Regions from separate parts of the Zea mays genome. Here region 1 is linked to region 2. The links are chromatin contacts, called in public ChIA-PET maps. All regions are on one chromosome and are shown on one strand. Each heading gives the region's core, a stretch centred on a gene start, on an enhancer-like site or on the middle of the called end of the contact. The rest is flanking DNA. Distances are from core to core; before and after follow the strand shown. Region 1 holds the start of LOC103635715 (ER membrane protein complex subunit 1-like). Region 2 holds the start of LOC100274569.

What was found. ChIA-PET counts read pairs in DNA pulled down with a chosen protein or histone mark.
Region 1: a contact with region 2 is called in an RNA polymerase II ChIA-PET map of seedling, with 5 times the contacts expected there. The contact joins the promoter of LOC103635715 here to the promoter of LOC100274569 in region 2. A contact is called at or near these places in 6 of 25 Hi-C or Micro-C datasets (bundle sheath, ear, leaf and 1 more) and 2 of 3 datasets of contacts at active chromatin or transcription factors (leaf and seedling).

The regions. Positions count from the first base shown.
Region 1 is chr8:113,474,990-113,480,502 of Zm-B73-REFERENCE-NAM-5.0, forward strand. It overlaps LOC103635715 (ER membrane protein complex subunit 1-like), which reads right to left and starts at 3,978. Exons shown (of 12, transcript NM_001346638.1): 1 at 3,812-3,978; 2 at 2,443-2,570; 3 at 2,281-2,343; 4 at 792-913; 5 at 568-683; 6 at 1-490. The coding sequence starts at 3,927.
Region 2 is chr8:113,347,936-113,353,904 of Zm-B73-REFERENCE-NAM-5.0, forward strand. It overlaps LOC100274569, which reads right to left and starts at 1,817. Exons shown (of 5, transcript NM_001358397.1): 1 at 1,390-1,817; 2 at 391-623. The coding sequence starts at 1,697.

The DNA.
Region 1 (5,513 bases), core at 2,728-5,227, 130 kb after region 2:
TTCGGAACCCAAATGTTGCACGACAGCAAAAGCTTTTTCTTTTTCTGTGATTGGCAAGGAATCACTCACTGCAGCTGGCTGGTCAAATCTCTGAAGTACTTCCAATCCATCGGTACCTTTGAGCTTTAGGAGGGAAATAGAAGATGACGTTTGCAAAGATATGATGTCACTGGACAAAGATTGAAGCTCAAATGATCCTGATAAGTCTTGAACAAGATCTGAAACCAGCACCTTGTTGTAGCTAATTCTCTCACCCTTGAATTCAATAAGTAACAGACTTGATCTGGCCTTATCTAATGCTACAAACACATTATCAGAACCAAGTACTGTTTTACCACATAATCCACCAGGGAATGACTCTTGGATATCTTTTAGTATCTCTCCAGTTTTAGCACTCAAGTGATACAAAGCTAGCTTCGAGGAACCAGCAAGTCCTAAAGCATACACAACATCATTTTCAGGTGATTGGAGAATCCGCTTGATTTCCAAGCTGCAAGGTTGTTAGAGTTAGGTTTGAATCATATTTCCAACACCCTGAACAAGACAACAGAGAAGAATAATACATACTCATCAAGAGAAAACTCCTTTTCCCATGAAATTGCCCCATCAATGCTTGATACAGCATAAATCCATCGCCCAGCTGAAACTAAAACTAAGTTGTCCCTGGCCGCTTTATTGTTTGACTGTAACGAATAAAGGCTCATCACTCAAGAGAAGTGCTATAGGAAACATCAATTGCATTATCAACGTCAAATTTCTCAGAAAATAAAAAATGCACTCTGCGCACAGACCATAACATGCAACTGTGAGTTCGATGCTGTGGAAGTTCGAAGGTTAGTTTCCCAGATCATCAGTCCATCTGGAAGATTCCATGCCCTTAATATAGTTCCCCCCGAAGAAAGAGTTAGAACATCTGAGGACATGCCAAAAAATAGATTGTCATTAACATATGCAGAAAAAATCAACAAAAAGGTGTCACCGAAATAAGCAAATCTTAAAAATCATAACCCCTTTCATAATCAGTGTTGTTAGTTATAACAGAATCACGTGTATATGATGACATATTGGTTGTTCATACCAACAGTTACGTAATCAGCCAGTATCCAATAGTGGAAGAATAGAGTTTTAGTTTTCATCAATCATGTTTATAATATATATTTACCATAAATAAATTTTATTCTCATATACCAAAAAAGAAAGGAATAGAATAATCTTGAACCACTAAGGTCCAAATTGTAGATATTGCTTCGTAAGCTACTAATAACCATGCATACTAGAGTGATATCCTGTACAGATCAAACTTGCAAGTGTCTCTCACATATCTCATTTGGGTAATTGATAGCAAGACCACAAATTTGCCACTTCATGTTCCCTATCAATATGCAACTAACATTGTTGCATGCATATACTAGTGATATCTCATTTCATTCTGTAGTATGAAAGTTTCAAATTAATTTCAGGACAAACTGGCAGTAATCAGTCAGCTCTGTGATATCATAGTCCAGGATCCAACACTGAAATGCTTACCAAAGTCTAATCAAAATATATTTCATATGCACCCAAAGACTAATCCTTTTACCTTAAGAAATGCATTTTTCTATAGCTGAAAACCAGTTTTTTTTAATTGAGTCTTGAAAGCACGCTAACATGTGGCTAAACATGAAATGGATTTTCAGGATGTTACCCAGAAAAACTTTGAATGTTCTACAATGCTAGTTATTTAATAATGTTGAAAACTTGAAATGTTTAGCAGTTTAAGTAGACCAGTCCTAACAGATGTGAGATTAATCCCAACAGGTTGAAGTAACAAAGGGAGATGACTAAACAATATGAGAGTAAAAGAGCTCACAAGATAAAAAAACTATATCTCATTAATCTGAAAGAAATAATCCTGAAAACATGTGTACTCAAATACAACTTCTCATGAGTTGGACCACTAAAGGCAAGGGTTGATAAAGCCCCCCTTCACCAGTGACCAGTCCAGACTCAAAGAGTCAAAGGCTGGCACAAACATAGTAAGAAAAAATCAAGGCAGGGACCTGGTTCTCAAATAGTCGAATCATTGGCCTTACTTACAGGTAAGAAATGGGTACAAAAAAATATAGTTTCAAATGAAGAAAAACAAGTTATTTGGAGGTTAAAGCTAGCAAGACTGGATGCCAAGCTAAGAAGGAATCCCATCAGGAGTGGAAGAAACATAATAGAATGAAATAAACAGACAGCATTAATAGAGCAATTTTCTCAAGGGCATCTCCAACAGGAAACAAAGATTCGACTCACATTTTCCAAGTGATAGACCAAGCTGATCCAAGGGGTCATTCTTGTCAATGACATGTCGCCAGACTGCACCACATAAAATACAGAGATATTAAGGACAAAAAAGTGAGTAAAATGTAAGAAACTGCACTCTCGATTTGCTAATCTGTAAATATGAAAGCTCACATATATCTCCAGAACGTAGATCAAGAGACGAGATCACATTTTCCTCTGTCAAGACCACAACTCGTCTCCTTCCACTCTTCTGGCTGTGGTAAACTGCTTGCTTTACTTTGCCAATGTACTTCTGATGCCTGTGAAGAACATCAACATATTAAAATGGTGCTGTTGGATTACTCCAAATGACTGCATGTAGGTAGGTACAACTCAATTGATGTTAAGAGGTGCAGCAGCTAGCAATAACAGATTGCCTGATTCCATATCAAAATAGCGAACTCCACAGCAGTTTACCAAAGATTGATTTTCTCATACATAGAACTAACACAACACGGCAGGACACATCATGAAACAAAGATAGGCTTCTTAATGGGTTAGCACAGCTTGTGAGCAATTGAAGAGTAGATGTCAAGGCAGCCACAAACCTTATTAAGAGAGGGGGAATCATGGAGACTGAAGCAATTCAGCAAATCAGATAATGACATGTTGTGATGTATTCTCAGACTTCAGGTGGATAATAACAGGATAACTACTGTACAACGAGGTACAAGCTGGCACAGCCTAAATACTAGAGGTTTTAAGGAGTTCGAGGATTCAAGGAAGAACAAGGGAGACCATGAACTGAGAGGAAGGCATTTACGAAAAAAGAGAAATGCATTCTTCCATCGTGATAATTATTAAGAAATTTTATCTCTAAAGTAAGAAACTTAAATCCGATACACTAAATATATTTAGAAGAAAATATACAAAAGTAATACATTAACTAAAGGTAAAGTTTAAGTCCTAATTTAATCTTAATTATCTTATGCAATACATGAACCAAGAATTGACTACTTGCACTGCATGCATACATAGGTGAACCATGTTGCGATACTCAGACTGGACTAATCAGAAGCCATACTTGCCAAAAGGGACTCCACATCGAACATGGAATGCAGTTCACTAATATCCATGGTACAAAACATAACCTTAGACCTCATCCATAAAACACAAACTAACTCTAGCTCCTGCAGACTGCGCTTTATTTCAATGATGAAGCACATGCCCATCCATCTGTATACTCGCTAAATAGCTAAAAAAACAGAGAATTTCGAACTAGGATGCAATCACTGCATAGTCGCTAAATAGCTAAAAGAACTTTTCTACCAGCACGACAGGACTAATGCACAACACCCACCGCTACTACTGCAGAATTCAGTTGTACGCTCGTAAAACCACACCCTGATTCGGTGAAACCTAACAAATCTGTAGTAACACCGCACACAGCTCCTCACAACACAACCCTAATAGTGATCTCAACTAGGAGCTCGAAGTCCCGATACGTCGCGCTGGCCTTAAGCTAAGGGCAGATCGGATCTAGGCGAGCGAGTTGACGTACCAGTCCGCGAGGCCGACCTGGTCCTCGTAGATGGCTGTGGTGAGGGCAACAAGGGAGGCGAAGACTAGGAGCCCGGAGAGAAGGACAAGGAGGGAGCGGCGCGGTGGCGCCGCCATCGCGGCGGAGAAGCGGGGCACGGAGTCGAGCTCCGATCTGACGGCGGCGGAGGGAAGCGTCGTTTACTGTTTGGTGTTGGGGCGAGTCACCGAGGAGTTTATTTGGGACTTGGAAGTTATGCTGGGGCGGGTTCCAGAGCGGGCCCACGTGATGGCTCGACCAACTCGTGCCGGGGATCCGGTCATCCGGGTGCCCTCGGGACGAGATCTCAACGAGCACTTCGATTTCGGGCCAATCGTGTTGTCTTTATAGTAATCGAAATCGAAATCGAAATGAAAGTTAACTTCAAATCTGTTATTGGCCGAAGTTATTTGATCAAACAAAAAAGGTTAGGTCAAAACAAAGGAAGGGTGAAATAAAATTTTTGTTAGACATACTCTCTCGAGAGAAAGATTGCAAGACCTTTCGTATGTATCGTTGATAGCTAAATGTCTCATACACGGTTTCTATACTATCTACTCCCTCCGTCCACGTAAAAGTGTCGATTTAGCCCTTTCAACTTGTCCACGTAAAAACGACGCTTCACCGTTCTCACAGCCGTATCTTTCCCGAACCATCGATCTTCATTTTTCTCTATCGTCGCTTCGTTCCCCACCCGCGGTCTCCTCGTTCACACGGCCTCGCCCCCGATAAAATCCATGGTCGGCGCCCAGATCCATGCCTCCCCCTCGCAGTCTGCCGACCCCGCATGTGGCTCCCTACCTCCGACCACCTCGTCGTCGCCGATGGAGCCAGTTCAGCGGTCCCCCTCGTCAAGCTCGGAGTCAGACCCGACTTGGAAGTGGCGCTCGCCGGCGGCGCAGACGGCACGGGCTGCAAGGGCTCCACAGGTTGCGCAAGGACGCTCTGCTAGCCACCGCACTGGTTCGCGCATCCGCCATCACTCGTACGTCCGGCCAAGCTTTACTTGTCGGCGAAGGGGAGCGATTCTGGCAAGGTCAGACGACGAAGACGAAGTTGACGGTCCAACTAAGAACAAGGCCACCGGCAAGAACGAAGAGAAGGTGAAGGAAGAGGCTGAGATACAGAAGAAAGGGGGCGAGATGCAGAAGGAAGGGGACAAGATCCAGGAGGAAGGGGACTAGATCCAGAAGGAAGGGGACGAGATCCAGAAGGTTTCTCCATGAAATTTGTAAGGTGCTGCAATGAAATTGTTAATACAACTGGTATTCAGTTTGGTTGTCCTTGATTGTTCAAAGTCTGCAGCACAAGTTCATACACCTCACGTGGACATTCTAATGTCTTTGGCAACATGTTCATAGCCTCTAATTTGTCTTTGTTCATGTGTGGCACTTTGTAGCGATTCCCACCCCTTTCTTTCATAACCTCAATCATGCACGACTGTAGTGTCAAGAAAACCCTTCGAAGAGTGTTTGGGTTGTAATCTTCATACTATGTCTCGACATTTTGTATCAATTCATCGATGTTTCTGTCGGTGTTTTGGGTCCGACCGCACACCCGGGGTTGCCCCTCAAGGTGTTTTTAGGAGTAGGACGGTGTCGACGACTGTAGCAAAATGGTTCGTGCCAATTGCACGAGGGGCAGTGGACAATGTTTACAGGTTCGGGCCGCTTAGAGATGCGTA
Region 2 (5,969 bases), core at 567-3,066:
TACCCAGGACTCGAAGATATCATCGAATAATCATAAAGATGGAGCCAAAACTTATTTTGCCTTACAGGAAACAACATCTTTCTAAGAGAGACTTGATACGGATGCAATAACTGAACAATCACCAGGGTATTTGTTTTGGGAGGAATAAAAAGTTCACCCAAAAATTAACAAAACAAGGGGTGCCAGATTGTTTGTAATCTTACAATTACTCAAAATATAACGGGGTAAGTTCAAGCTATTGCTTATCCTAGGAATCAAGTAGGAGTATGCTGCTTTTTAAAGGCTTCTTGATGTACTTCTAACACCATCCACATCAAAACGAAACATAATTACTCACTGACGCGCCATCCGAAAGAGAGAGAGAGAGAGAGTAACCCCGAGACATCTCACCAGTACTGAAGCCACTGAACATCTTCTCAAGCGCGGTCGACAGGTCCTTGTAGTTCTTGTAAGTCTTGAGGTCGATCTTCCTGAGGTACGGCGCGCCATCCATGCTGACCTTGACGTACAGGAACCCCTGACCCTGCTTGGCATCACCATCCTCCTTGCTGCCCTCCAGCTGGGTGGTAGTCATCGTGTTCTTGCGGTAGTTGCAGACTGGTGGCCATCCCACCACCTGTGCTCTGCACAACGCAACACACCTGAGCTCAATAGTCTTTACCAAACACGACGAAGAGGTAGATCAGGAGATGCTCTACTGGTAACAAAATAAAAAAGAAACGAATTCTGGCGAACTTTGGGATGAAAGTTACAGAATTTGAGCAAGATAATGACGGATCAAAATGTTTTGTACAAAATACAACAAAAACAAAGCAGGGAGAGCAGAGAAGAAGATGAGAAGAGCTTGAGCAAGCAAGAAAAAGTGAAAAACAAAGCAAGGATTCTGAAAGATAAATTGAAAGAGCGCATTTTCGAAAGTAGAGAATTTGGAGGAAAAGTGGGAATTTAAAAAGAACACCACAAAGCTGCAACTTTAGTTTCCCTCCTCTAGGCCCCAAGATAAACTGAAATTCCCACCCAAAGAAGAGTACACAAATCGAAAATATCACGCCAACAGAGATCCCTCTGACATGCAATTCAGTCCCCTTTTCAACTCCTCCTACTCTTTTGTTTCCCTGAAAAGCACAGAATTTCCAAAGATAATTTTCTGTTATAGAACCTGCAAATGTCATAAACTCAAAAGGCCCAGCAAGATTTCCCAAATAGCAGAGAACTTGCACCCAAAGACCCCCCAACAAAGGGGCAACAATCACAAACAATTTGCAAACCACTAGTGGCCGCAGTCCCAAGAACGGCAGATGAACGCGCTGGCAGCGCAAAGCCCCAAGCCTTCCCCTTTTTTCGTTTGAGGCGGCAAAACCCCAAGATCCACTTCCACATTCGACCTACTTGGCGGCCGGCTGCGGGGTCGCTGCCACCTTCTTCTCGTCGTACTCCTCTTCTGCCACCTTCTTTCCCTTTCCGGCAGTGGCAACAGGCGATGGCGGGGGCGCCTCGTCAGAAAACCCGCGCTTGGCGCCCTTGGCCGGGAGCAGGTCCAGGGTGGTCGCGGTGGCAGCCACGACACGGCGGTCCGGCGACCCGGACCCTGGCAGCCCGAGGCGGAGCTCAGTACCCTTCAGTTCGTCGTTTTCAGCGGCGGCGGCTGCCGCCGGCGGCGAGAGGCCTATGTAGTCGAGCTCGAGTGGAGGCGACATGGGGAGCAGCAGGACATGAACCAGAGGGTGGGGGACGTGAGAGGTGGCTGTTAGTTCGTGTGCCGTTTGCGTGGGTAGGCGGAAGGGGTGAGAGTGGGAGCCTGGGAGTGGGAAGGGAAGGGAAGGGGAAAGAGTGCGAGTCGGAGCCGGAGCGAAGAGTGATTTGTTTGAAGGGTGATCAGGTGAAGCTTCCCTGGGTCGAGCTGGGTTGGTTACACTTGGCTTATACTAAAATCCGTGGATGTGCGGAGTAATACATACCAGATCAAATTAGTTCAATTTTAACCGAAGTTTTATAGTAATTTATATCAACATTTATATTTTTAATTAGATGTGCCACAATAAATCAACTCATGGATACTTATTTTGTACCATAGATATTAGTATATTTCTAGGCATATTTCTATATAATGTTTGGTCAAACTATAAATCATTTGATTTTTCATTTTTTTTTGCAGATAGAAGCAGTAGATACATTTGAGCTTTGATAACTAATAACAATAACTGTAAACTAATAATTTTATAAAATACATGAAAGATTAAGTGGTAGAAGTGAGCTACATGAAGGCCATGAAGATAAGATGACATAGACTATATGATGCAAAACCTCAACACGCTGAAAATGGAGATGAAGGATGGAAGAAAAAATAAAGACGTTGCATATCCACGTTTTTTTATCTTTTATCGGCCATGAGTGTTCTGTGGAGTAAGGTGGTTTGATTAAACTGAGATAAAATTATATAATGAAGTTTAGTCTAAAACGAATTATATTTTGGGATGGAGGGAGTAGAAATATTGGTCTCACAAGTGACACTAGATAACTTGATTTGTAATCATATGACATTGGGAAAGGTCCCATGTAGCTGATGACCTAGACATCAAAGAGCTCAATTTGAAAATATTATCATGAGTGACACTAGATAACTATAAATGATTTTGTCTAAAATGATATCCTCTCAATTTTATCTCTCTAATGGTCATTTTGAGTGAACTTTGTAGAAACCATTATCATGAGTTTAAATTTAAAAATCCCCTCCCTTCTCTGTTGTTGACATCCTAGGCTTGCCTGACATTCGGCATGCGCCCACTCCCTTTCTCCCTATGTCGCTCGCTCCAAGGACCCGCCCATTCGCCCATTAGCCGCATGGAGCACCATTGCTATCACACTGGCTCGCTCATCATTGAGTGTGTGCCTCTTCCAGCTCCCCTCCCCTTCCTTCAATTGGCCACTTGCGACATCATCCATCAAATGCTTGCTACCATTGTGGATACCATGCTAGTGGCCACAACAGAATGTCGACTGTGCCCCTGCTTCCTCTCATCCATTTAAGATACTATCAGCCCTCGCAAACCCTAGCCCTAACTCTATCCTCCACTACCTCATTATTGTCATTGGAGTTCTCTCTCGTTGGCAGCAATTTGCCCTCCCCACCACCCCTCTCTTTGATTTGTCGCTTGCCGAGCTTCCTCTTATTATCCTCGTCCTTCCTTTGTAGTTATGTCCTCTTCTCTCCACTGACCATGCCACTGCCATCATTCTTGTTCGCCTCCGAGCTCCTCTTCATCATCGACTATCTTCTAGCCTTTCTTCTCTCGATCCATCGCTTGGGTGAGCTTCTGTAGCATCCCAAAAATTCAAATCTTGAAAATTTCTCAAACTCGCTCTAAATTCAAAATGAATTTCAAATTTCATTTCAAAATATTTGTTTGCGAGTTGATATCAACAAATAAAATATAGTGGTCTATATTCTCTCCAAAATCCTCCTCAAAATATCCTACAGATATTTCCCTAGTGATCTCCTTTAAGTTCTTTCCAGAAATACTGCTTAAATATTCCCTGATATTTCTCCAAATATTTTCCTCCTGAGAAATACCTTCAGAATCATTTTTAAAGTCCCTACAAATATTTTCTTCATAACTTTCCTCATGCTCATACATATACGTACGCCTCCGGTGTCATACGAGGAGCTCTACAAGCTAAACTCACTTATACAAGACAAATCCATGCTTATCTCCCACTAATCCTCGCATCCTCCCATTAATCCTCTCATCCTCCCCCCTAATCACCCCACCGAGCCTATAAATAGAGGGGCAAGGGCCTCCTCTCAAGCCACCCCAAGCCATTTCATGGCAACTCTCTCCCTCCCCCCCACATGCCCACTCCACTTCCCACACAAGCACACACTAGCACAAGGATCGTTCGGTCGTTCTTCGATCATTCATCCACCTGTTCTTAGTTTGTTCGTTCGTTCGTCCGATCGTTCATGGTTCGTTCATCCGTTCGTCCGATCGTTCGTCCGTTCGTTCGTCCAAATAATCTTTGTTCAGCCGTTATGCTGCCGAAATTCCGATCGTTCGTCCGATCATTTGATTGTTCATCGTTTGTTCATAGTTCCTATTCATCGTTCGTTCATAGTCCCTATTCATCGTTCGTCCAAATAATCTTTGTCCAGCCGTTATGCTGCTGAAATTTCGATCGTTCGTTCGTCCGATCATTCGATCGTTCGTCCGTTCGTTCATAGTTCCTATTCATCGTTCATCGTTCGTTCATAGTCACCATTCATCGTTCGTTCATACGACTATTCACCATTACTATTCATTATCGTTACTATTCATTGTTGCTATTCGTCGACACTATTTGTCATCGTTACTATTTATCACCGTTACTATTTATCACCGTTACTATTCATCGATGATATCTATAATTACTTTTTCGTTGTCACTATTCATCGATACTATCGATCATCCGATCACCCCAAATTTCAACTACTCATCCATCATGTTGTTCAATCCACCTAAGACCTGCCAGACCAATATTCCAGTCATACGAACTCCGGTGACCGTGATTTTCCTTCCAGTAGGAACTTCCCATCTGGTCACCCATCCCAGGTTTCTCCAAGTTGAGCACGCTTAACTTTGAGATTCTTTCGAACCAGACTTCCAAACTCAGATTCCAATAATTCTTGTTTCTAAATTCTTATCAAACTATTTCCTATTCAACCATGAGCATGGTTCATATTCCAGAAAACTCTCAAAATACTCTTGTCCCATATTCTACTTATAATTTCTGTATTCAGGCTAAGTCAGACGATTCACTTGTCACTATTCTCACCAACAGTGAACTCTACTGTACTACACCACATACGCCTAGCTATAAATACACCCAGCTACCCTCTCCCTCTCCACACACTCAACACCCTCAACCAAGGCAAACACCTCGCCCACTCAGTTACTCCGCTCTGCCGGCTACGCGCATAGTGTCGCTTCGCCTCCAATCCACCCTCCTGGTAAGCACCTCCACTCGACCACCAGTAATATCACAACACCACATGACACGGATTCTGCTCAAGACTCTACCCATCCATATATCGCCATTCTGACCACTATACTAAATATTTGTTGATATACTTGTTGGTTTGTATGTTTGCTTGTTCATGTTGCATAGTTATCGGAGCGTTTGTGTCGTCTCGTGGAGGCTAGATCGGCAAGTCTACGCCAGGCGGTGGAGCCAGAAGCCAGTTCCGCGAGCTCTCACCCCTTCCGCCGGTTAAGCACAACAAGCTCACTGGATCCCTTTGATGCATAAATTACCTATGCTTTTTCAACCACAACCCTCAGCTTGTTATTTTATGCATGATATGATTTTGAGATAAGTTATTATGGCCACCCAGCCGCTTGCCGCAATTAATATTTATACTCCTCGATACCTTTGTTACAAATGATTTGAGAAAAGGTGTGAGTTTTCAAAAGAAAATGCTTTTCAAAATGGGTATGATGAAGGGTTGTCACCCTTATCACCTTTTGAGCGGGACGATCAGTGTCGGGTACCATAATTAGGGGTACCCCCAACACTCCTAAACACGGTTGGTAACCATCCTCAGCACAAACCGCAAAGACTGATGGGCACGGTTCAGGTCAAGGCCTCGTCTACCAAGGGACGCAATCTCACCTCGCCGAGCCTGGCCTCGGGCGGGAACAGTAGTCCCAGACGAATTCACGCCTCGCCCGAGGGCCTCCTCAGGCAGTGGGCGCACCCTCGGCTCGCCCAAAGCCCCGCTCGGGCAGGCTTCGTCGAGAAGCAACCTTGGCCAAATCGCCTTACCAACCAACCGTATCACAGGCGCATTCAATGCGGGGATCGCCTGACACCTTATCCTGACACGCGTGCCTCAGTCGACAAGGTCGAAGTGACCGCAGTCACTTTGCCCTTTCACTGACCGACCTGACAGGAAAACAGCGCCGCTCGCCCCGCTCCGACTGCTGTGCCACCCA